Linked DNA regions of Mus musculus: regions 1, 3, 4, 5 and 6 are each linked to region 2. A link is a contact called in public HiChIP or PLAC-seq and promoter capture Hi-C data. All regions are on one chromosome and are shown on one strand. The core of a region is the stretch at or near the end of the contact, and the rest is flanking DNA. Distances in the headings are between cores, read along the strand shown.

Region 1 (3,096 bases), core at 342-2,841, 940 kb after region 2:
GCATAGGAAGGCCTGCCGGGCTTTTACTGCCGAGGGAGGGAATGGTTAAGTCGTCACTTTTGCTCAGCAAGTGCTCTGAGTCTCTACTGTGGTGCCTTTCCCCTGTGCTGGCTGGTTTTGTGTGTCAATTTGATGCAGGCTGGAGTTATCACAGAGAAAGGAGCTTCAGTTGGGGAAATGCCTCCATGAGATCCGGCTGTAAGGCATTTTCTCAATTAGTGATCAAGTGGAGAGGGCCCATTGTGGGTGGTGCCATCCCTGGGCTGGTAGTTGTGGTTCTATAAAAGTGCAGGCTGAGCAAGCCAGGGGAAGCAAGCCTATAAAGAACATCCCTCCATGGCCTCTGCATCAGCTCCTGCTTCCTAACCTGCTTGAGTTCCAGTCCTGACTTCCTTGGTGATGAACAGCAATGTGGAAGTGTAAGCTGAATAAACCCTTTCCTCCCCAACTTGCTTCATGGTCATGATGTTTGTGCATAGAATAGAAACCCTGACTAAGACAATGGCTTATAACCTGCAAGCATAATAAACCTTCTACTTCTCCAGCTGGTTTTGGTCAGTATTTATGAGAGCCATCAGAGCAAACTACAGTACATAGTTTGTGTAATTAGGAACTTAGGTTATGGAAAGTAGACATGGTGGTGTCCTTTTAAGCCAGCACATGGGAGGCAGAGGCCTCTGAGTTCCAGGACAACCAGGCTTACATACTGATACATTTCTAAACAAACAAACAAACAATAAAATATTAGTGAAAGAGGTTGCAAATAGTTTACAGAGTCATGAGTGCTAGGTTGTGAAGTAACACCGTGAAACATTTTAGGATGATCAGCCTCTTAGTTTTCACCGCAATTAAAGAGAAAGGCTCGCAACCTTGCACATTAACTTAGAATTCCAAATTACCTAGACTTTTAGCAAGGGTCATTTGAAGTAAATCCTATTTTAGGCCATTTAGAAACTAAAACAGTGTAGATGAGCCCTGATCACTGAAGAATTCAGTTAGAGATTGTTTTGTCAGTAGTGGAAGAAACTTAGGACATCTACCCTTGCCCCAACTGCTGTCCTAAGGCCTTGTACCTAAGAGCCATGGAGTCCAACGCCACTTGTGATTTACACAGTGGATTGCTGGGCTCACGCCTCTCTTAGCACACTCTCTTTAACACACATCCCAAACCTCTGGGCAAGGAAGGTAGAGGTCACCACACCCATTTTAATTGTTGAGCCTTTTGGAGCCTAAAGGGAACCAGTCTGGGGGACAGCAAAGCTTGTAACCCCGGGGGCTGCAATTCTGGATGGGAAGATCAAGGGAAAATGCGGGTCCGTTCATTCGGGGACCCAGGGTGGCAGGAAGGGAAAAGAGACGCTGGAAACCGGCTCTTTTCTTTTAGGGCCGGGCCTGCCCATGGGCCGAGCAGAGAGAATGCTCTCCTGTGGTGACACTTGTCACCCGGCCACGTTTAGGCGCTGGTCCAAAATCACGATATCTGATTGGCAAGGTTGGAGGGGCTGGTCGACGCCGATTGGCCAGTCGGACGTCGGACCAGGTTTACCCGGTTACGGAAGCCGAGGAGGACCCAGCGCGGGCCGGCAAGTCAAGGAAGTTAGCGGTGGAAGCCCAGATAGCGGCGGAGAGGGCTTCGGATCCCATGGCGACCCCGGAGGCCAGCGGCAGTGGCGAGAAGGTCGAGGGCTCCGAGCCCTCCGTCACCTACTACCGGCTGGAGGAGGTGGCGAAGCGAAACTCGGCGGAAGAGACGTGGATGGTGATCCACGGGCGAGTCTACGATATCACCCGCTTCCTCAGCGAGGTGCGGGCCGGGGAGGCGGGAGGCCTCCGCGCGCTGCCGGGGTGGGGGTGGGGAGAGGCCACGCGTGGCTGTCCGGCGCCCGGAAGGAACCGTGACCCTCGGAGGGGCTGCAGTCTCAGCCTCGACTGACAACGTGCGTTTCTCAATGCATGGAGCACTTGCAGGATGCTAGATCACACGCCAGGCCATCAACCCGTTTCCCATAAAGAGAAACTGAGGCTCACGGAGGCCGGGAGCTCTCAAGGGCACACACTTAACGACCTAATCGAGCCCAGTTCAGAACTGCTCCTTTCCAGGAAGTATGCCTTAGAAAGCAGTGCTTTGGGGGGCTTTTATTTTCTAGAGGAGAAGGCAGTTTTTTTAAAAAGTAAAAACAATTAAATTTTGTATGTGGGGGGGGTGGGGGTGGGGGTGGGGGCATCTGCATCTGCGTTTGGTGCCAGAGGTCAGAACCCCAGGAGCTGGATAAGAGGAGGTTGTGAGCCTCCTGATGTGGGTGTTGGGTACTGGATCTTCCGAGAAAACAGAACATGTGCACATGTGCTCTTATCCAGTGAGCTGAGATTCCTCCCACCCCTGTTCCTGGTTAGGCAGTAGAGTGTGTGGGGTGTGTGTGTGTGTGTGTGTGTGTCCGTGGAACTTTTATGTAGAGCAGGCTGGCTTCGAACTCAGGGATCCTTCTGCCTCTGCCTTCTGAACGCTGGGGTTAAATGTGTGGGCCACCAACACCTGGCTTTCAACCCTTTTGTTAGTGCTTCAAATCAAATCTTATTACTCAAGATCTCTTTGAGACTGTTGGGCCACAGATAATTTTCCTCTTTGTGACAGGGCGTTTTTCAGCTTATTACATAGTCTCTGTAGACCTTGAACTTCTAATCTTCCTGTATATGCCTTTCTAGGGATCAGATCGCTCATGCTTATTAGGCAAACACTGTCAACTATATTACACCTCTAGCTGGGGTTTGACAAGTGTATTTGACCATGTAGTCACTACAGTAAGGAAAAAGAACATTTCACCCCACTAAGATGTTACTCTCTTGTTCCTTTGCTGACTGTCAATCTTTTTTTTTTTTTTTTTCCAAGACAGGGTTTCTCTGTGTAGCCCTGGCTGTCCTGGAACTCACTCTGTAGACCAGGCTGGCCTCAAACTCAGAAATTTGCCTGCCTCTGCCTCCCAAGTGCTGGGATTAAAGGCGCCACCACTGCCCAGCCTAAAGATTCTTTTTTTTTTTTTAAAGATTTATGCATTTATTTATTATGTGTAAGTACACTGTAGCTGTTTTCAGACGCAC
Region 2 (3,105 bases), core at 586-3,085:
GGCCAGCCTGGTCTACAGAGTGAGCTCCATCTGTACAGCTACAGTGTACTTACATACATAAAATAAATAAGGCTTTTTTTTTTAAAGGTTCAACAGGAGTGAGTATAGACATACAAAATCTAATAAAAACTATTACTTTGAATAGCCAATGCTTGCTAATAAAAACTTTCTGAAAAAAAAAACAAAATGGCGATAAAAGTATCTAATTCATAGTATTTGTGAAGATTAAGAAAAGGAAAATACCACATTAGGAATCTAGCTCAGAGGAAGAACACTTGCCGCAAGTTCCCTTTGTAGTGACAAGTCTGGAATTTTGGTTTCTTTAAAGAACACAGAAACAGTTTATTTTTTTTTTTGTTTTAATCCCAGGTGTGGGGATGTGGGGCTGCTTTGAGCTGTCTAAAGCAGCTGACTATGATTTGCCTCATGCCCTAGCAGAAGTGGTTTTTGTCAGCTGTAGATAGTTTCTGTGACATTTGGAATTCTGGGAACTTCTCAGAGGGTATATATAAATGCTAGAGCCCCGTCTTCAGGGAGGTTGGAGGCAAATTGTTAGTAGTCTGACCATACACTGCACCAAAACCTCCAAAATTGTGAGCTAAAACTCCTTCCATATTTACCTCATTTTTCGTAGCAATGACAGTTTAACATCATCTCTAAATACTGTATATCTTTTAAATAGCCAAATCCACTTTCAAAAGGCCTACATCAATTCTGTTTATTTATTTTGATACACGTTCTCACTGTGTAGCTCTGCCTGGCCTTGAAAGAAGAGATCTATTGATCCATGCCTCTTGAGTATTAAAGGCCTGATCAATCACACACAAAGTTTTTGTTTTTTGCTTTTTGTTTTTTTTTTTTTTGGAGACAAGGTCTCACTATGTAGTCCTTTTTGGGCTGGAACTCAGAGATCCACATGGTACTGCCTCCCAAATGCTGGGAGGGAAGGTGTGTATTACGACACAAGCAAAAGAGAAAGAAAGAAAACCAATCCTAAGGGGCGTGGGTTGCACATGCTTACTTATAATCCCAGCACTGGAGCGACGGAGGCAGAACTGCTGTGTGTCAGAGGTCTGCTTGGGCTCCATAGCCCGTACTATGTCAACCAGAGCTACACAGCAAAACTATCTCAACAGAACAAAAACAACAACAGAAATCAGGTAAAATGAGGTCAACTCTTAGAGATGGATCATCCATTCTTAAGCTTACAGTGTGTATGCTCTTCATTACTGCCTTTGGGAGCAGAGCAGACATATACAGTACTCACTTTGCGGCAGTCGGTGGCAGCAGCCTCTGGGTTTTCCTCCTCGTGGACCAGGTCCAACAACTGGAAGCCCGCATCCCCGACAGCTTCTGACCCACACTGAGGCTCCAAACTGTTCGAGGTTCCCGAGGATCGGTGGCTGGAGACCACCCTGTAGCGGCCCTCTTTACGGACCTCGCGCACCGAGGCACGAAGATCGCGGCGGATACGCAGCTGGCTGCTCCGGGACGGGCGCAAGGCAGCCCGCACAAGCTGCTGGATTGGCTCCTCCTGAGGGGCGTCGGGAAAAGAGATGACTGCGACACGGGCAGCGTTCAAAGATCGCTCCCACAAAGAGTCCATTCACCCTTCTCATACCTGGGATCGCACGGTGGCAACCAACTGGAAGACATTTCTCTCCGCCGCCGCCGCCTCCTGGCCCTCTGGCGTCTCCCGAGCCGCCGACTCGACCTCGCTGCTCCGGGGGCGTTTACAGGCCAGCACGAGCGCCTCGGCGGGCTCCGCGTTGCGCTTCCGCTTCACGCGCAACACCGCAGTCCTGCCGGCCTCCATAGCGGCGATCGCGGAGTACTGTGGGAAGGCGCGGGGCGCGACGGGATGTCCATCCAGTTCAGCGGGCGGGGCCTCACGGAACGTCACGCTACGCCTCGACGCCCCACCCACAGTGGGAGAGGCAAAATGGCCGCGGGAGTGGCGGCGAGTGGATCGCTTCCCACAGCGGGTGAGCTGTTGGGCTTGCTGGGGAGGTTGGGCCGTGGCTGGGCCTGGGTGCAGTCGGTCTTCCGGCCTCATTTTTAGGGCTCTGGCGTTGGGGATATTTGGGTTTCCGGTGTACTTATCTTCCGGGCTGCTCCAGAGTCCACGTGGAGTGGTTCAAGCACCCTGAGCAGGTCTGCCGCAGCGGTCCGCGTGGGTGACTGTCCTTTCTCAGACTGTCGCCGGGCGCAGGACTTGTGTCAGAAGCCTCGCCCCAGTCACTCACACCGGGCGGGACCTCAGTTGTATGCAGCGCCCCTAACCCAGCCGGGAACGGTTCGGTCCCGGGACCGTTCGGGCGGTTTTGCTTCGGGATGGCTTTCTCAGTTCGTATTCTGAGCAGTTTGGGAACCATTCAGTTCACGACACTCACCCGGAGAAGCGCCAGACGTTTGTGTGCCCGAGGTGGACATGCTTTTGATTAAAACACTGGAGTGGCCCTCAGTGCATTTTTAAGTGTGTTCTTAGTGAAACCCTAGCGACATCACAGATAAGCAAGTGTCCTTAATCTGTTGCGGAATAACCACTTCTGCGCTTTTACTGTATAATGTTAGCTCATTGCTCGGCTTACCCTGCCTTCTCACTTGCCTTCACTTGAAGGCTGGACCCCGATGGACTTGTGGGGCCTTTTTAATTATGTAGGAATTTCTGAAAAGTGGCGAAACTTCCAAACAGCCCTATATATTTACTGTAGGCCCCCCCTCACCCCCAAATTTTTCTTCAGACAGGAATCTCATTGTGCAGCCCTGACAGGCATGGAACTCATAGAGATGGTCCTGCCTCTGCTTTTCTAGTGCTAGAATCAAAGACATGCAACGACACGTTGTTCTGTTTTGTTCTTGTTTTATGACAAGGTCTCACAGCATTGCCCAGGATGGCATCAAACTTTAGATCCTTCTGCCTCAGTTTCCTACGTGCTGAGATTTTAGACATGAGCTACCACAACTGGCTTTTATTATAGTTTTTGATGGTATATCCTATATAAAAAATGAAAATTACTCTTGTCAGAAATATCAAAATACTGGTTAATTTTCTTTTGAGATGGGCTGTCACTATGTAGTTCTTGCTGGCCTAGAACTTACTAT
Region 3 (3,247 bases), core at 135-2,634, 910 kb before region 2:
ACTTCTAAATACTCCGGAAACACATATGCATATTTAAAGCTGATTTGGCCTCAAGCTGGTTTGAAGGATGACCCCCTATGTGGTAGAGCCTCAGCAAACCGCAGTCGAGTCTGAGAACCACAGATGGTATATGCCTTGGTAGGGGAAAGATCACATGTGGTGAGGCAAAAGAATAGTGAGAGATGGCAGTTAGGGATCCAAAAAGCTACATTGTTCCTGTAAGTGATGGGGAGCTAGGGAGGACACTAGATATAATGGAGCACCACCCAAATCCACCCATCATAATAGACCCTCACTTCCTACTGTCAGAAGGGTTGACAGCTAAGACCTCAGGAAGACTACCCCAACTTCAGGCTCCATTATAACTAGAGCTTCCGAAGTCTGCTTTCTCACAAGTGTGAATCATCAATCAATTTGGGGAAGGCAATTTGTGTCCTAGAGGGACTGACCGTCATAAAGACATAACCATAAGTGATAACACTGTTAAAAATAAATAAGACTTGCAAGCTGGTAAGATGGCTCAGAGGCTCAGAGCACTTGCTCCTCTTGCAGAGGACAGGGCTTCAGTTCCCAGCACCTACACGGCAGCTAATAATAACTGCCTGTTAACTCTAGCTCCCAGAGATCTGACACCCTCTTCTAAACCTCCTTGAGCACCTGCACACATGTGGACAAACATAAACACATACACACACAATAATAATAATGATGATGATGATAATAATAATATAAACCTTTAAAAACTGCAAAAATAAATGAGACTTGCAAACACACAGTTCTTCCCATGTGTCAGAAAATGCCTTAAAGGCTTTGCTTATATTCACACGCAGGCAAACACCTTTGCATGGACTAAGTAGTGGTTGGAAATAAGACTCCTGGCCACTGTGAACTGTATGTAGCATGGAGGCCAGCGAAAAATGATGCTGGAACGAAATAAGAGATAGAAGTATGCAAGCTATTTATTGTTAGTGCTTGCTGTTTTGGCAGGAAGTAACAGGAACAGCAGGAATTATCTCTGAACATCAGGGAAGCCTTTAGAATAAGTTTTAAGCAAATAGGCTAAGCTTGTGGCTTATGGCTTCCCTTCCCTGGATGGAATGTTCAGGCAGTTAGTAGTCTAGAAGCAGCTTAGCAAGGAAGAGTCGGGTGGTTCTCGCTTCTCAACTGCCGGTACTGCTCACTAACTTCTTCCATTTCCTACCATACAATTTTTTCAGGTTTCCTAGCTGCCCTAAGGAGTTGTTTTGGTTTCCTTTGCTAATGATACATTTGCCGACGGTCCCCCGGAGTTTTGCGTCCGGATCAGCAGACGGGAGTTGCACCAGATACCCTGGGAAGGCGCGAGACGGAAGCGGAAGCAGCCTTGATAGCTCCGGTGGCCCGGCGACTAGGAACGGAAGCGGAAGTGGCGCCGCCGCCGGCCTCGCCTGGCCTGGCTGAGGGGAGGCGGCGGGCGGGCGCGATGGCGGAGGCCGGGCCACAGGCGCCGCCGCCCCCGGGGACTCCAAGCCGGCACGAGAAGAGTCTGGGACTTCTCACCACCAAGTTCGTGTCGCTCTTGCAGGAAGCCAAGGACGGCGTGCTTGACCTCAAGCTGGTGCGCTCCGGGCCGAGGGGGCGACTGGGGAGATGGGGGCACCAGGCCTGGACCGGGAGCGGGAAGCCAGCGGGGCGGCCCCACTGAGTCCTCCGGCCGCCATCCGTGTGCTTTCTCACCCTGATGAGAGAGGCGGGAGGTTGTTTCCATTCACCGAAGCCATTAAGCCTCAGCTCTGTCTGGGTCCCGGCTGCAGGTGCAGGCCCTCGTGGCCCTTGGCGACTAGGACAGGGAGCCGAGCATCAGAACACAGCTAAGCCAAGACTCTTCCCGACACACTCGCGGAGTGATTGGAAGGAACGCCAGGGTTGGGACATAAGACTACCTCCCATTCCAGACTAAACATCTCAGGGTGCACACTTTTTAAGAGTGGGGCTCCATTCTCCATTCTGTTCTACCTGCCAGGCAGCCGACACTCTTGCTGTGCGCCAGAAACGGCGGATCTACGACATCACCAACGTGCTGGAAGGCATCGGTCTGATCGAGAAGAAATCCAAGAACAGCATCCAGTGGAAGTGAGTGTGGGCTGTTTGGGGAGGGCAGAAGTGTCAGGGGTGTTGGGGTTGGGAGGGGATGGTGATGTTTATAGGAGAGAGTTGGGGTCTGGCACCCAGAGATCTTAGGGATCCCACGCTCAGTCTCTCAATCCCATGGTTCAGGGGCGTCGGGCCAGGTTGCAATACCCGGGAGATCGCTGACAAGCTGATTGAGCTCAAGGCAGAGATCGAGGAGCTGCAGCAACGAGAGCAAGAACTGGACCAGCACAAGGTGTGGGTGCAGCAGAGCATCCGGAATGTCACTGAGGACGTCCAGAACAGCTGATATCCTCTGCCAGTCCCTGCCTCGGGGAGTGGGCAAGGGGCGCTCAGCTGGTTTTGCTCTGTGGCGCTCTGGGTCCTGTACCTCTTAAAAGAATGCTCCAGCAACCCCTGGTCAGATTCAGACGGGAGGCTCCAGTCTCTTCCAGCCTTAGCCCATGATCCTTACCCACCTGGACCCCAGGTTCCAGAAATTTCCTCTGAGGGCTGTGTGGAAGGCATAGGCTGAAACATTGGGTCTCTTCTGTGGTCTGCCATCTGGCACAAAAAAAAGCCTCAGCTGTTCTCCTTAACCCCCACACCTTGGCCTACGTGACTCATGAAGACATCTGCAGATGCTTTGCTGGTGAGCGGAGCCTGGGTAGAGGGAGGTGGGGGGTGGGGCTGAGCTAAGTCATGGACCCATGGTCCAAAAAGAAGTTCCAGCTCTCGAAGGTTCGTGATGCCTACTTAAAGAGAAACAGGCAGCAGGTGTCAGTTTGGAAGTCACTGGGACTCTGTAGGGTACAAGAGTCCCCAGTGTGTCCCTGGGTTTGCCCTTATCAGCAGTGTTCTCTGAGTTTGGTTCTTGGGCAATATAGTGGCACAGAGGAACAAAAAGAATTTGTACATGTAACTTGTGTGCACAATCTTACATACTTGTATGTAGGGGTCGGTGGTGTCTGTTTCTAATTTGTACTTAGTCCCACTATGTATATACGAATTGTTCCTTTTTTTTTTAAGATTTACTCATTTATTATAATATGTAAGTACACTGTAGCTGTCTTCAGACACTCCAGAAGAGGGAGTGTCAGATCTCATTACGGATGGTTGTGAGCCACCATGTGGTTGC
Region 4 (3,136 bases), core at 401-2,900, 660 kb after region 2:
TATCTATTGCAGGCTATAGCAGGGCCCCTCTGACCATTGGTAGCTCAGCACACATGACAACATGGGTCAATACCAGCCGTTATTTCTATATCTTATCTATTTATCGTGGATGTGTATATCATTGTGTAGAGGTCAGAAGAGGACTTGAGCTAGTTGGCCTTCTCCTTCCAACATGTCCCAGAGACTGGAACTCAGGTTTGGTCCAAAGTGTCATCACTCAAAGAGCCATCTCAACAGCCTTTAAGAGCACACTCTTTGGAGCTGGGGCTAGAACTTTGACAAAGCATGCACAGAGCTCAGGATTCAGTCCCCATCAGTGAATAAACTGGGTGTGGTGGCCCTCATCCTTCTCTTCGGAGTTAAAGAGGATAAGAAGTTCAGGTTTATCTATCCTTGGCTATATGGGAAGTTCAAAGGCCTATCCCGGGCTACAGACTCTGTCTCAACAAAACAAACTCACTCACTGCCCAGCCCTTTAGCCCATGCAGTGGTGTTTCTCCTGAATGAAGCAGGGTGAAAGGTTTTGATTTTGTCTGTCAGGGTGGGAGTGGGCGGAGCAGGGGCCCAGGGTGGCTGTGTTGTGGATTCTGTGGCTAAGTGACCTATGGGCATGTCTGAGAGGGATGGCTTCCTGACTGGAGCAGCTCACATGCCTATTAAATTGTTTCCGCCTGCGAAGTTATCTCTGACGGTTGGAGGACCCATAAATTCATTTTTAAAACTAGTCTTTAATTACAATTTCTCTTCAGGTTTTTCTGAGATGTAAAACCTCGAGATCTCCAGCTGGTTCTAGAGTTTCTACCTCTAACAAACACTCTTCTCCCCTGGACTCCCTCTCGGCTTCACCTCACCGGAGGAGTCTACACCAACTTCCAGGGACCACGGAACTGCCAGCGAGGATGTCGGATGGGGACCTAAGAGGTCGGGACGTGGGAAAGAAAGGTGGGGAGGAAGAGCCGTTTGGGCTTTAAGACCGGAACCTCCTGGATTCCTGCTAGACCAATCTGCAGCTTTTGCAAACAGCCTTAAAGTCATCAGCGCCCCGCTGCGGAATTCAAAGCTCAGCTTGTCATAATAGTTAACACCTTCTTTGACCAGCCTCCTTTTATTTGACAATTTTTCTTTTCTGTCCCTCTCTGTTGCCACCGGGAAGGTTTTTAGGGAGTCCCCTCACATAGCGAGCCGCCCCTTGGCGTTCAGAAGATTTTCTGGGGTAGCCCGTTTGCAGGGTGAGTAGGTTTCCAGGTTTCGGGAGCGGGGCGTGGGGGCGGGGATGGACATGAACGATTTTGTAGGTCCCCACTGGTCATCCGGAAAGTTAACGATGCTTCAGGTACTAGGCTAGGGACAATGACAGCCTTTCCAAGGCTGCTGGCCCGGAGGTCGGCGTGGAGCAGCTGAGCCTTGGGCTGCACTGGGGGTCCCTAGTTTTCTAGAGGCAGAGGTTGCGACTCTCGATTCGGAGGGGCTAGGTCCACGACAGACCCCGAGTCTGGCGAGCGCCAGCCGGTGGCCGGGCACCGGGCGCTCCCGCGGGCTCCGGGAGCCCTCCCACTCTTGCCAACTTTCCCTGCCCTGGTGCCGGAGGAGGGCGCCTTTCCCAGTGGGTCGCGCGCGATACTTAAGGCGGCTCTGCTGGGCAAGGCGGTCGTCAGTCGGAGCCCCAGCGGCACCGTGGAGGCAGTGCGCGGCGGCGGGAGCCGGAGGAGGAGCATGGAGCCGCCGCGGGCCTGCTGAGCACCGGAACGCCGGCAGCCGGCGGCACGGTGAGCGCACCCAAGGGGCCGGAGCCTCTTACCGCGACCTGGGGACCCTGGGGCTCCGGCCGCTCAATGCTTCCCGGCGGCAGTCGCTTGCACCATGTTCCCTACCCCCTCCTCCCTTTCTTCCGACATCCTGGGCTCCCGCAGCCTCTCCTCCCTTCCTCCCTTGCGGCTCTTGTTTTGTGAATGAATTGGGGGTGGAGGGAGGCTGTGCGGGGAGCGAGGCTAGAGTGCCCCTCCCCCCAACTCACGCCCGCAGGGGGTTCACACCTGCGGGGACACCGAGATCTCCAGCGATCTGGTCCCTACAGCACAGGTTTGTGAGATGAGTTCCTCCTCCTTGCCGGTTCAGAGAGGTCCAAGGGTGCCTAGGAGAGATTGGAGGAGCTCCAGCCGCTAGTGCAAGTTTCTGTACTGCCGTGCGTGAGCCCGGCTGCAGGGCGCACCTGTCAGTGGGAGAGTTGCTGTTAATCTTGCAGCCCTCAAAGTTCTACTGCTGGGTAGGGAGGTGTGCGTCCTTGCCTGGAGGTTTTTATTTCTTTTCATTGTCCTATGGGACATGGATCCCGTAAAGCGCCCCCACCCTCGTGCCCTTGAATCTAAGTGCGCCTTAGCTAGCCTGGGCGAGCTTTCTTGGATCTCTTTTGAGAGGATGGAGGAAGCGGCCCAGGATATAAGATCACATTCTGGTTAACCGGCTTGGGGAAATACAGTGTCCTCTCTGGGCAGAGGACCTCAACAAGAGCCCGTGCCAGAGCCTGACTGTACATAGAATATCCAGCTGCAGAACCTTCCTGGGTCTTCTGTAGGGAGATGGGTACCTCTTAATTCCTGAGGGGGAGGGGGTCTGGCCCCCGGATGGAGGGGGCTGGCAACTGCAGGGATGCTGCCTTTGTTTGCAGGCACTCCTTTGCCAAGGTACCTGGGGCCCTGAGAAGATGAGTAGGGTCTGGGCTGGCAGTTGTTCCTTGGCTTTTCCGTTCCTTCCCAGCAGAGTCGTGGGAAACCTGCACGTGGGTGTGGCTGTGTGGCTTTAGCCAGCGGGGTGAAGCTCAAGCCGGGTGAGGAGCGTGGCGAGAGCTTCCTTAGCTGCCTTGGACCTGACCGGACAGCCTCTGGAACTGCACCGAGGCGGGGCGCCAGGACGCAGGTTGCTGGGCCAGCCACAGCACCTCCCGTCCCTTCCCAGAACGAGGCGGGCAGTAGGGCCCGCAGCGTCCCCTATGTATCAGCTCTAGCTGGAGACTAGGCAGGGGACGTATGCCTGGGGCTCCCTGAGCTGGGTGTGTGCAAGGAGGGCTGGGAGTCCTACAGAGGAAGCATGCGGCGGCTCCCGGGGCTGGTAGGGCAGGCCGCCCAGAGGACATGCTTCC
Region 5 (3,239 bases), core at 570-3,069, 850 kb after region 2:
CCTGTGGGAATTCCTAGATCTCATTACCAGGTCTTTAGTGCCCCATCCTGTCTTACATTCTCTGTTTAAGAGTCCTGTCTGTCCTGGAAGCACTCTGTAGACCAGGCTGGCCTTGAACTGACCAAGATATGCCTGCCACTCCCTCCCGAGTGCTGGGATTAAAGGTATGTGCCACCACTGCCCAGCCCTTATTTCTCAATTTCATAGAAATGTTTGACTATTATTGTAGCTTTGGAGATGAATACATACCTGTTTCTTGTGTAGCAAAGTTAATCTGGCCCCTTACATCCTGGGAAGTGTCAATAAGGAAACCCTGCGGGGTATGTGCCGTGGCAACAATGTGGCGGTCATGTGACATCCCGAGAATGCGCTGAACCTGCCATCACCGGTAAAAGAGAGAGAGAGAGAGAGAGAGAGAGAGAGAGAGAGATCCTTACTACATCACTCAAAAACCAGCAAGGTGCCAGGCAGTGGTAGCGCACGCCTTTAATCCCATAATTCCAGCCCTTGGGAGGCAGAGGCAGGAGGATTTCTGAGTTTGAGACCAGCCTGGTCTACAGAAAGAACAAACAAACAAACAAACAAAACAAACCAGCAAGGACTGATGCTGTATCTTGTTTGAGGCCAGTGCCTGGGCTACATGAGATCCTGTCTCCCCAAGAGCCCCCACAACCTAAAAACAAAAAACCAACAAAAAAACCAAAGTTACCTCTAACTTTAATATTAAGGTCCTTGGTGGCCTAAGCCCCTTTGGGTGTACTTGCCCAAGGGATAGGCACCTTCCAAAGAGGAACAGAATTGTCTGGGTGCATAGACAAAGCTTTGAGCCGGTTATTCTACAGGTTGTTAGGATTAGCACATGCAGGAGGTCTGACCTTATCTCACCCCATGAACTCAAGTGATTTCACTTAAAATCTATTATGGGACCCTTTTCTGTCTCTCTCTTGTTTCTTCTTTCTTTTTCTTTTTTTCTGTTTTTTTTTTCTTTTTTTTTTTTTTTTCTTTCAAGACAGGGTTTTTCTGTATAGCCCTGGCTGTCCTGGAACTCACTTTGTAGACCAGACTGGCCTCGAACTCAGAAATCTGCCTGCCTCTGCCTCCCAAGGGCTGGGACTAAAGGTGTGTGCCACCACTGCCAGGCTCGTTTCTTCTTTATTGACAAGTTTCTCTGTGTAGCCCTGACTGTCCTGGAACTCACTCTGTAGACCAAGCTGACCTTGAATTTAGAGATCCCCCTGCCTCTGCTTCCTGAGTTCTGGGATTAAAGGTGTGTGCCCCACAATTATGTGACTATTTTAGCACGTGTTGTCTTTCCTCATATCCGAGGAAAGCTAAAGGTTGCCTCTCTTGTCCATTGGATTGGAACACACTTCTGTAGCTTCCAGTTCTAGACCAAGCCATATGCTTTAGCTCCCGTTGCTGGCTGTTCATCCAAGTCTCACCCAGAGTTGCTCTCTAACTGAAGGTCCACTTGATTCACAAGTGGCAGCCACAGCCTCATAGAGAACCAGACCTTGGCTTCATCAAAAGCCTGGCTCACTTTATAAAAGGTATGGCCAGAGGCCTCCACGCACCTCGTAGCTGAAGTAGAGGTATCCCATCTGGTCAGCAAATTGCCAGAAACATTCGATGGCTCCTGGAGAGACCACGATGGCAAAGTCATTCCGATCAGCTCCACGGAAGAGTGGCTGGTCCTTGGAGCCGTGTAGGGGATCTGTCTCCTGGCTCTTAACAGAAGTCACGAGGCTCAGAACTACCAGCTCAGCCACGAGGAGCAAAGGGAACATGCTGCCTTCTGTGGGTTCTTCTGCAGGTGAGCTGCTCACAATCCCGTGGAAAGGAAGTCAGCCAAGCAGCCAGCTAATCATTAACCCCACACGCCACACTTAGGACCAGTTTCAGAGCCATTGTAGATCTTCTGTAATACAGGTGCCATGCACCACAATGCCCCCCCCCCCCTCCGTTGGTGCAGTGCAGGGTCTCCTATGTAACCACACTGTTCTTTAAATATTTCTTTCATGTATACTGGTGCTTTGTCTATGTGTACACCTGCATGCCAGAAGAGGGCATCGAACCCCATGGGACTACAGTTATAGAGGGTTGTGAGGCGCCATGTGGGTTCAATTCCCAGCACCCAGGACCTCCAGAAGAGCAGCCAGTGCTCTTAACCACTGAGCCTCTCTCCAGGCTGGTCTTGAACTCAGAAATCTGCCTGCCTCTGGGTGCTGAGATCAAAGACATTGCCCACCACACCCAGCTACATAAACATTTTAGTGTACGAAGAAGTAGTGCCGGCTGCTTTTATGTCAACTTGATACAAGCTATACTCATCTGAGATGAGGGAGCCTCATTTGAGAAAACGCCTCCATAAAATCAGGCTCCAGGCAAGCCCGTAGGGAATTGATGGGGTTAGTGATTGATGGGGGAGGGCCCACTGCGCTGTGGGTGGGGCCACTCACAGGCTGCTGGTCCACCCACTGCGCTGTGGGTGGGGCCACTCACAGGCTGCTGGTCCTGGTCTCTATAAGAAGACAGAGCAAGAACTGGAGAAAGGGCTCATAAACAGCAGCAGTGCTCCACATCCTCTGCATCAGCTCCTTCCTGCAGGTCCACGTCCTGCATTGAGTTCGTGTCCTGGCTTCCTTCATTGATGAGCTGTGATGTGGAAGCCGAAGCCAAATTAAACCCTTTCCTCCCCAAGGAGCTTTTGGTCATGGTGTTTATCACAGCGGTAGAAACCCAAGCTAAGGGTGAACAAGGTGGTCCACCCCTCCTCTGACTCTCTCCTGCCTGATTGGAAAGCTCTGGAGTTTCTCCAAACCCTGAGACCTTCCATCTCTTCTTCTACTCGTGACTTCTTTGGCACCCACAGAGAGGGAAAAACTATCCAAAATCCTCTATAAAACCATTATATATTCCTGGTCCCATGGGAATAGTTGGCGAAGCTGGAGTCCTCACGTTCTAAGACGGTTTCTCAAGTTGTTGGTTTACAAACTCTAACTCCTGTAACTGTGTGTGAGTGTGTAGCAGGTAAAATAGGATTTCACAGTGTAGACCCAAGCCGGGTCAGCATTAGCCCAAGAGGCTAACATTTTTATTTCAGGAAGTCTATGACGGTCTGGGTAATAAATGCTGCTGGCAGTCTCAGGTACTTGATGCTTGGTCTCCAGTTGGTGGTACTGTTTGCTTAGTTGGTGGTACTGTTTAGTTGGTGGTACTGTTTGTTTAGTTGGTGGTAC
Region 6 (3,235 bases), core at 630-3,129, 710 kb before region 2:
AGTACAGTGTTTATTAAAACTCCCCACAGGTGCCAGGAAAATCTGTGTTCTTAAACAGTCTAAGTAGCTACGGTTCAACTGAGGGATACATATCACATCACTTCCAGAAAATAAGCTAGAGCTTAAAGCTGTTCTCAAAGGCCTCTCTGGTCTTTGGTCTCAGATAATGCGGCTGGGCCTTTACTCTCTCTCTCTCATAAACAATATGCTGAAGTCAGTTGCTATGGCAAGAGAAACTTGAAATGGTTCCTGAGTTGACATGCTGCGCAAACATTTCCATATTGTTCTCCTCCGCAGCAGCCACCACAAACACTGGGATACAAGTCCAGGAAGAGTAACAGAGGGCAGCAGGGACCAGAAACCAAATCAAGGGAAGGAGGCAAGGGTTGCTGACTTCTAACCAGGAAATCAACTGGTGATTGTAGGAGCCAGCCTCGGGGAACACCCACCAAGAAAAGTCATTAAGAACAAAGGGTGACAGAACAAAGTAAGAAAAACAATAGGGGGAGAAAAATCTAGGCTAATTAAACACCACAGCTGCTTTTATTACATCTCCTGGTGATTATCTGTATACAGCTGGTCTCCCACAACCAAAACATCAGCTCCACAAAAGGAGTGACCACCCTCATCTAACCTAGCTCGCCCTTGGTAAAGGAAGTGAAGCCACCCACTTCTTACCAGCTCTGCTACCCTAAGATCACTGAGCCCTTATGCTGTTTCCATAATAACAGCCGTTGCTGCCACTTAGAAGGCACTTATTCTACGCCAGGCGCTGCTTGAAGCGCTTACACAGAAATTCACTTAATTCAATACTCTGAGGTAGCCCTATGATTTCAAACTGTTCCCACAGATCTCTAGTCCTTGGTCTCATATGTGGCCTCCCCCATCCACCCCACCTCCACGATCCCCTGTTACTTTGTCTCATGACACGTGACACGAGAACATGACAACAACACTCCGTATGCACAGATGAGGACCGGGAGAGATTTGTGGGTTCCAGGAGGCTCGGCTACACTCGCTGCACTATGGTAATCTTCAAATGATTTCTGCTCAGCAGACAGAGAGGATAAAGCCCTTTTGAAAATTTGAAACTCATTAAACGCTTCAGGGACTCCCTTCACGTTCTGGGATAAAAGTTGAAAACCCTCACTTTAGGAACTACCCTAGCATTTCCGTCCCATACTATACTAATGCTCTGCTACCTGGACTTTTTTGTTCGCTTTTCCCTCTTTCAGAAACACCCTTCCCCTAGTCGCAATTCCGGCTCCTTCCCAGCCTCCGTGTTTAAGCATCACCTTTAGGGCCCACCCGAACCCTTAATGAGACCTGAAATTACTCTAGTCACGTGTCTGGCGCCTGTTTCCCCAACCCATCACTTAATTCTCTGTGGGTTGCGAAGGCTGAAGGCTCGGAGGCCCGACGCATGGCACATTGCCTGGCGATCGGTGGGCGCTCAGTGCGGATCTATGGCCCTGATTAATGATAAAAGGAAGTCCCGCGCTCCACTGGGTCGGCGAAACCCAGCAGCAGGCCGAGACAGGCCCAGAGTCCCGCCAGGCACCGGCGCAGCGCGGGCCGGTGGCTCAGGCCAAGCTCGGAGGTGAGAAACGCTGCAGCCGCTCCTCACCTGCGCGTGGTGGCAGCCGCGCCAGATGCGGCCTGCCAAGGTCAGCCAGCGGCTCGGCCCCGCCCTGCCCGTCCACCCTCCCCAGGGCGGCCGCACTTCAGACCGTCCGGGCAAAGTCGGTCCCCCGGACACGGAGGAGACGCGTCCCGGAGCGCGGCTCCATCCCGGACGGAGGTTGGGCCTCAGAGTCCTTCCGCCTTAGCAAGGACCCGCTGGCAGTGCAGCCGTGCCAGGCCAAGGCAGGCTGGGCCTTGCCCGGCGCGGGGCCCGTTCCCCTGGCAACAGCGCGAACTACGGCGCCCCACAGCGGCCAAACCGCGCTGCGTCACTTCGCAGGAGCATCGTGGCTCTGGGCGGAGTTTGCCAAGTGCCCCCTGACTCTAAAGCATGCCCACTCTCATTTTCCCCCATAACCTTTCACAGGGAAAATACACTCTCTTCCACCTCCCATCTACAATTTGTCTTCCAAGAATCCTACTCTCCTCAAAACGTGTCATGTATCTAGTTTCTCCTCTAAATCACTCTTGGGAAGACCCCAACTAATCTAGGGTTTTTGCTCATTTTCTTTTATTTTAAATTGTGTGTGAGTGTGTGTACATGTGCGCGCACGTGTGCATGTGTGTATTAGAAACAGGGTCACATGCTGGCCTCAAATTTGCGATTCTCCCACCTTTGCCTCCCAAATTTGCTGGAATTCTAGTAAAGATATGGCTGCTGCACTCTCAAAGTATGTGTTAAGTGCCAGGCACATCATGAGGAGCACTCAGGGATTCCTGCCCTTGAAGGAAATAACAGGTTGAAGGAGACAGACCTAAACAAATGCCTTACCCAACTGAAAATGTGAGCAACTACAATGTAAGGTGTGAAGTATAAGAATTTAGTATTGATAACACAAAATGTCTAATTTTTTTCTTCAAATGTTTTGTTTTTTGTTTTGGGGGGTTTTATTGTTTTTGTTTAGGGGTGTGATGGGGATTGAGACAGAGTAGTAGCCCTGGCTGACCTGAAACTCACTATGTAAACCAGGCTGGCCTCAAACTCACAGATCTGCCTGCCTCAGGCTCCAGAGTGTTAGAATTGAAGCATGTGCCACCACATGCTTTTTTTAAGAAAAGATTTATTTGAGGGGAGCTGAAGAGATGGATCATAGGTTAAGAGTAATGGCTGTTCCTCCAGAGGTCCTGAGTTCAATTCCCAGCAACTGCATAGGGGGTGGGGTGGGGTGTTCATAACCATTTATAATGGGATGTGATTCCCTCTCCTAGTGATATATATATATCACTCATATATATAAAATAAATAAACAAACCTTTAGAAAAAGATTTATTTGTGGGTCAGGGGGAGTCAGAGAGATGGCTCAGCAGTTAAGAGCACTAAGCACTCTTCCAAAGGACCCAGGTTCAAACCCTAGCACATGTATGACAGCTCACAACTGTCTGTAACTCCAAGATCTGACACTCTCACACAGACACACATGCAGGCAAAACACCAATGCACATTTTTTTTTTAAAGATTTATTTATTTATTATATGTAAGTACACTGTAGCTGTCTTCAGACACTCCAGAAGAGGGAGTCAGATCTTGTTACAGATGGTTGTGAGCCACCAT

What was found. Promoter capture Hi-C pulls out the DNA fragments that hold promoters and counts their contacts. HiChIP or PLAC-seq counts read pairs in DNA pulled down with a chosen protein or histone mark.
Region 1: a contact with region 2 is called in a promoter capture Hi-C map of liver, with 2.2 times the contacts expected there. The contact joins the promoter of Cyb5b here to the promoter of Slc7a6os in region 2. A contact is called at or near these places in 2 of 39 promoter capture datasets (liver and pre-B cells).
Region 3: a promoter capture Hi-C map of pre-B cells shows a contact between it and region 2, with 3 times the contacts expected there. The contact joins the promoter of E2f4 here to the promoter of Slc7a6os in region 2. A contact is called at or near these places in 3 of 39 promoter capture datasets (hippocampal neurons, liver and pre-B cells) and 1 of 115 datasets of contacts at active chromatin or transcription factors (bone marrow-derived macrophages).
Region 4: a contact with region 2 is called in a promoter capture Hi-C map of liver, with 4 times the contacts expected there. The contact joins the promoter of Has3 here to the promoter of Slc7a6os in region 2. A contact is called at or near these places in 4 of 39 promoter capture datasets (hippocampal neurons, liver and stem cell-derived epiblast-like cells), 1 of 115 datasets of contacts at active chromatin or transcription factors (effector CD8 T cells) and 2 of 9 other capture datasets (adipose tissue and liver).
Region 5: a promoter capture Hi-C map of liver shows a contact between it and region 2, with 5 times the contacts expected there. The contact joins the promoter of Tmed6 here to the promoter of Slc7a6os in region 2. A contact is called at or near these places in 4 of 39 promoter capture datasets (hippocampal neurons, liver and pre-B cells), 1 of 484 Hi-C or Micro-C datasets (erythroblasts), 2 of 115 datasets of contacts at active chromatin or transcription factors (T-cell acute lymphoblastic leukemia and bone marrow-derived macrophages) and 1 of 9 other capture datasets (adipose tissue).
Region 6: a contact with region 2 is called in an H3K4me3 HiChIP or PLAC-seq map of pro-B cells, with 3 times the contacts expected there. The contact joins the promoter of Zdhhc1 here to the promoter of Slc7a6os in region 2. A contact is called at or near these places in 4 of 115 datasets of contacts at active chromatin or transcription factors (effector CD8 T cells, large pre-B cells, memory CD8 T cells and 1 more).

Annotation. Positions count from the first base shown.
Region 1 is chr8:107,149,070-107,152,165 of GRCm38.p6, forward strand. Cyb5b (cytochrome b5 type B) reads left to right here and starts at 1,592. Exons shown (of 5, transcript NM_025558.5): 1 at 1,592-1,804. The coding sequence starts at 1,643.
Region 2 is chr8:106,209,098-106,212,202 of GRCm38.p6, forward strand. It overlaps Slc7a6os (solute carrier family 7, member 6 opposite strand), which reads right to left and starts at 1,836. Exons shown (of 5, transcript NM_001007567.2): 1 at 1,622-1,836; 2 at 1,268-1,534. The coding sequence starts at 1,816. It overlaps Prmt7 (protein arginine N-methyltransferase 7), which reads left to right and starts at 1,957. Exons shown (of 18, transcript NM_145404.1): 1 at 1,957-1,985.
Region 3 is chr8:105,296,279-105,299,525 of GRCm38.p6, forward strand. E2f4 (E2F transcription factor 4) reads left to right here and starts at 1,385. Exons shown (of 10, transcript NM_148952.1): 1 at 1,385-1,597; 2 at 2,003-2,112; 3 at 2,257-2,418; 4 at 2,718-2,761. The coding sequence starts at 1,463. It also overlaps a transcript of Exoc3l not described here.
Region 4 is chr8:106,869,186-106,872,321 of GRCm38.p6, forward strand. It overlaps Has3 (hyaluronan synthase 3), which reads left to right and starts at 1,651. Exons shown (of 4, transcript NM_001331048.1): 1 at 1,651-1,766.
Region 5 is chr8:107,063,825-107,067,063 of GRCm38.p6, forward strand. It overlaps Tmed6 (transmembrane p24 trafficking protein 6), which reads right to left and starts at 1,820. Exons shown (of 4, transcript NM_025458.2): 1 at 1,575-1,820; 2 at 250-376; 3 at 1. The coding sequence starts at 1,787.
Region 6 is chr8:105,495,183-105,498,417 of GRCm38.p6, forward strand. Zdhhc1 (zinc finger, DHHC domain containing 1) reads right to left here and starts at 1,880. Exons shown (of 14, transcript NM_175160.5): 1 at 1,628-1,880.